2 separate regions of the Zea mays genome follow, and region 2 is linked to region 1. Evidence: chromatin contacts called from public Hi-C data. All regions are on one chromosome and are shown on one strand. Each heading gives the region's core, a stretch centred on a gene start, on an enhancer-like site or on the middle of the called end of the contact. The rest is flanking DNA. Distances are from core to core; before and after follow the strand shown.

Evidence for each region. Hi-C and Micro-C count contacts between places; a contact is called where the count stands out from the background.
Region 2: a Hi-C map of leaf shows a contact between it and region 1, with 4 times the contacts expected there. The contact joins the enhancer-like site here to the promoter of LOC100285632 in region 1. A contact is called at or near these places in 3 of 25 Hi-C or Micro-C datasets (endosperm, leaf and tassel).

The regions. Positions count from the first base shown.
Region 1 is chr4:23,917,708-23,920,407 of Zm-B73-REFERENCE-NAM-5.0, reverse strand. LOC100285632 reads left to right here and starts at 1,322. Exons shown (of 12, transcript NM_001158523.1): 1 at 1,322-1,755; 2 at 1,872-1,937; 3 at 2,342-2,430; 4 at 2,618-2,700. The coding sequence starts at 1,630.
Region 2 is chr4:24,040,974-24,043,703 of Zm-B73-REFERENCE-NAM-5.0, reverse strand. LOC100277284 (a long non-coding RNA gene) reads left to right here. Exons shown (of 2, transcript XR_565157.3): 2 at 355-847. Among protein-coding and RNA genes, the nearest start is that of LOC100277284, 4.8 kb to the left of the region's middle. Within about 2 kb of position 1,448, at least 9 of the 20 cell types and tissues checked have an H3K27ac peak or open chromatin away from gene starts, as enhancers often do. A contact at or near this core is called in leaf, where this site is marked.

The sequences.
Region 1 (2,700 bases), core at 73-2,572:
ACGTATCCAGTTGGCCAGGATCATGCGTGCCTGTGCGTGCTTGCCCACCCAACCAATCAAGCGTTTAGTGTAGCTAAATATAATTTTATTGTAACAAAATTATTACATAGATTGTTGGAAGTTATTCAATGTCGCATCCTACTTAATTAATAAGAGCATATGAAAAACACTAGATCAACATGGGAGGCAGAGTTATCATGCCATGATCACTACACTGTTTATATAGTGGAGTTTGAAATAAAGAGTATGATATAAGATGTGATAAGAAGTTTATTGGAGATAACCTTATATTTCAACAGGACACAATGTTTCAAGAAATATATTGTCATCTAACAGCATTGATCACCGTCTTTGAAATGATGAGTTTCTTCTCAATCTCCCTAGCGGGTTCAGTGAACATTTTGTCATGCTTGTGATTTAAAGCCAGTACGTTTGGCTTTAATTCGTACAGTTTCTACTGGTTCTATAATATTTTGTCTTTATCGATTGTAGTTATAGCAGTCCGAACATCTGACTTTAGGAGGTGTTTGATTTATAGGGACTAAGGTCTCGTTTGGTTTGAGGGACTAAAGATTAGTCACTTCATTTTAGTCCTATTTAGTCACTAAATTGTCAAATGGTAGGACAAAAACATGGACTAAATTGTTTTAGTATGTAGTCTCTTAAGAGGTGACTAAAAGAGACTAAACCATTTAAATTCCACTTTTTGCTCTCTTTTATTTCAGTTGCATTAACGACGAGGAATGTTATGAGGTATTTTAGTCCTCTTATAATTTATTTAATGTGTTTTAAATTGTTTTAGTCCCTAGAACCAAACAGAGTAGGGACTAAACTTTAATCTCCTAACTAAACTTTAGTCTCTGGGCTAAATGAATCAAACGGGGCCTAATTTTTAGTTCCTCTGTTTTATTCAATTTTAGTCTTTAAATTGTTAGATATGGATAGTCCTTGTATTAACAATCTAGAGACCAAAATATTATAAAATAAAGGAACTAAAAATTAATTCCTATAAACCAAACATCCCTTAATCCTAAGCGAACAACTCCTTGCTTTCTCAATCCCATTGATAGTGAACTGCCTACTGTCAAATTATTTTATTTTTTGTCTTACAATTATTGTACAAACCACCCTGGAATTCCTGTAAATGCACAATTGCAGAAACATTCATATAGAGACAAAACAACAAATAGAGAAAAAAAAGATGTTTACAGATTGGCTCCCTCATTGGTTGGCTGTCTGTGTCCTTCCTCCCGTTCTTCCCTTGCTTCCCCGTCGCGCTGTTCAACGTTCAAACCCTTACACCTCCTCCTCCCTTGGCCGCGCAGTCGCCATTGACGACCCCCTCTCACTCTCCCCTCCCTTAAATCCCTCCTCTCCCCGCGTCCTTCTCCCCATCAACGCTTCATTCGCTCCAGTCTCATCGAATCCAATTCACAGCCAGCCAGACAGGGCGGGAGATCTCCAAGAAGCTATCTTGGAATCCGAGAACACCTTGCATTCGCGGTCAGTCAAGGATTCGAATTCTGACGGACGAGCTCTCCGGCCAAAAAAAGTCAAATAATTTTCGGGATAGCTCGGGTGGCGTCTCGGCAACCGGAGGAGACCCCGGGGGATTAAGGAAGGGGCAAGATGGTGAGGCTGCCTTACACAACGGCGCTGACCACGCTGTTCAGCTACGGGCTGCTCTTCGCCTTCGGCCAGCTCAGGGATTTCTTCCGCAAGTTCGTCGACTGGTTCAAGGCCAAGAACGTCAAGGTACGCAGGGCGGCCGGCCGGCCGGCCGGCCGAATTCCGCCTCCCCGCACCCGGATCCGGGAGATCCCGTCCCAATTTTTCTTGGTATTTCTGATTCAGCGTTTGGCTTCATACAGGGCTACGCGCCGATCTGCCTGGGACTGGAGGATTTCTATGTGCGACGACTGTACCTGCGGATCCAGGTGAGATAAACACATCCGAATTCATTGATGTCCGAAGAAATTTCTGTGTATTATCTTGAAAATAGGCTGTGCAGGTGTATATTTGGAGCGCCCTATCCGAGTACATTGAAGTATGCTATATGTTCAAAGGATTAGATTTTTTTGTTTATTTATGAGCATTTTAAATGCAATCTTCCTGATTTTTATGCCTATTCTTTATGCATTTGAATGTCTTATGCACCTGGCACTAGTGAACATATATGCCCGCTATGAATATTATTCTAGACCAAAATACTATATATTCTGAAATACTTGGAGCTGTAAATTACATGTATTTTCCTGGTTAATGTCGGATTCAAGTCTGTTTTGCTAAGCAAGATTGTGCACCTCAGGATATAACCAATCCGTCCTTTGTGGTTTTACAGGATTGCTTTGGTAGGCCGATAGCAAGTGCACCTGATTCATGGTTTGATGTTGTTGAGCGCACCTCAAACGACAATAACAAGACATTACAGTAAGCATTTATTCTATTATTCTAATTTATGGAAACAATTTCAGCTTAGCCAATACGACAATAGGCTAAACATAGTTAAGCATATCTTTCATTCACTTTTCAAGATGTAAATTGAATGATCATTCAGACATAAATTATTGCAAGAAAAACAAGTTCGAACTGTCGCTAATGCTCATTATTGTTGCAGGCGTACCTCAAATACCACTAAATGCCTCAACCTGGGCTCGTACAACTACCTTGGCTTTGCCGCAGCAGATGAGTACTGCACTC
Region 2 (2,730 bases), core at 199-2,698, 120 kb before region 1:
AGGACCTGGTAATTCACATTTCCATGTATATTAGACGATCATTAAGGGGCTGTTTGGTTCCATGGGACTAAACATTAGTCTATTTTAGTCTCTAAATTACTAAATATGAAGACTAAAAGGGAATAAATCAGATTTCTTCCCCTCTTTAGTCCTATTTTTAGTAATTTAAGGACTAAAAAAGAGGGACTAAAGTTTAGTCTCATGTAACCAAATATGCCCTTAACTGTATCTATTTGGATTGTAGTGATCAAGGTTTATAACTCACAAGTCACAGAGAGGTTCGGCATCAGTAAATGCTATTGTTATTATTATTATTCAAATGATGCAATTGCTCTCCTGGTTATTTCTGAATAGGTCTGAAGGATGAGGAAAGGACTGCATCCTCAGATGCAATGGATTTCATATGTGACGCAGAGTGGTAGGCTGATCAATATCATGATGACCAAGGTGAATCATACTGGCAAAGTGTACCACATGAGGGCCAAGCGGCAAATGGCTCAAAGCCTCGGCCAGATTGCGAAGTTCAAACGTCGATATGAGCAGGAAGCAGAGAAAAGCAAAGACAAGTAGGATGGTGTTGGGAAGGAGGTGTAGCCTCTGTGGTCTTAGTCAGTTCTGTTGACTGCGAAGTTTTCAGCTAAGGATCTTCGATTGAATGATTTTATTTTAGATCACATCATCTTTTGCTCCACTTCATAATTGTGTTGTACCCCATCTTGAGCAAACACTTTGGCACTTGTTGCACCTTAAAGCCCCAAGAAGATAGTCTATGGATCGCCTTTGCTCTGACGTTCGAGTTTTATGGTTTATATTTCTCCATGTTATTATGTTTGATGATATTGTTTTACCTGGTCTTTGACGACACCAATAGTACTTGTTGTCTCGAGTTGTTGTGAATGACCGCAGCACTATTCAGCTGGCACCTTTGACGGTCAAGTTCATTCCTTATCATACATTTTCTGTTGCAGACATATTTGGCGGGCGTGGCCTTGACACTAAGCTGTAACAATGTATCAATCTGTATATTAGATTAGATGTTGTGATGTGCTGCTGTTGACATTTATATGTTCTTTTGAATGCGCATTGGTACTTTTCAATTGCTCGGTATATTTGATAATAAAAAAACCATAATGATTTTTCGTTTTTTCATATTTTTTTAGAATAAGACTTGTGGTCAAAGTTAGTATTGAAAAAGTCAAACGAATTATAAATTAGAACGAAAGAGTATCAAACAAAATCCAAATTTAGTGGAGTTAAAAGAATTACTCAATATGTCACTCGTTAAAGAGAAAAAAATGTTATGTACTTTCCTTCACGTCTTCTTCGTCCTTGTCTACTCCTCATCACGACTATCCTCGTGTTTGCTACGCTCGGCGAGCCACCCCTAGCCACCACACACATGACCATCCCCACCTGCACCATGGTCGTCGCGCCTACACCTGAATGTCGTGGCCATGGAGCCCATGCTTGGTCGTGGAGGGGTCGCATGCCCATGCCTAGTTACTGTGGACATCATGTCCACCGCCGTGTGCTGCATGGTTCCCACATGAACCGATGAAGGATAAATCATTTTACTGTTTTATGTATTTTGCCTCCTAGGGCGGCTCCAGCATGTTTCCTATGGTCCAACCATACCTTCTATCTCATTTTCTTTTCAAACTCTACTATATAAATAATGCACTCTATATTATAAAACAGTATTTTGCACGACCATATATATGGTCTGCTGGAGACGGTCTAAGAAGTAGGATATATGCATAAGTAAGATAGAGATGAAGGTAGAACTGTACCAAACACTTCGATAATTTTAGATCCAATTATATAGCTGCTCTATGGTGAATTTATGGAGTCTCCTACAAGTATTTCAAACTTATATACATACTTTTAGGGGAGGTCACTATAAGTTGGTATCTTTAAGACTAACATCCTTTTTAAGCTTATCATATATGTAGTAGTCTGGTTATAAAGAAAATCAAGTCCATGGTGATAAGTATAATGCTTTAGTTTTAAATAGTAATCATATAAATTTGTATCAAGTCCAACTGGATTTATACATGTGGTATTCTAAGACCGATGTAATTATGTTGACTTTCAATTGGTATATTATGACATGCTTTTTCTATGCATTACATATATTAAATTTCTTTTGTGTATTATTTTGTTGGTTATGCATGAAAGTCGCCTAGAGGGGGGTGAATAGGCGTAATCTGAAATTTACAACTTTAAACACACTACAAGTCGGGGTTAGCGTTAGAACTAAAATCAAGTCCGGGAGAGAGGGGAAAACAAATCAAATAGAAGTCAAGTGAATGAACACGGTGATTTGTTTTACCGAGGTTCGGTTCCAAAGAACCTAGTCCCCGTTGAGGAGGTCACAAAGACCGGGTCTATTCCAACCCTTTCCCTCTCAAACGGTCACTTAGACCGAGTGAGTATTCTTCCTTAATCTCATGGGTCAGTAAGACCCTGCAAGGACCACCACACTTGGTGTCTATTGCCTCGCTTACAAAGCACTTGAGAATAAGAATGGGAAAAGAAGAAAGGCAATCCAAGAAGCAAGATCTCAAAAGAACACGAAATCACTCTTTCACAAGTCACTAAGTATTTGAGGTGAATTTGGGACTTGGAGAGACTTTGATCTTTTGAATTGTGTCTAGGAGTGAATGTTAGAGCTCTTGTATTGAATGTGATGTTCAGAAATCTTGGATGCTTGGAGTTGTGGTGGTTGGG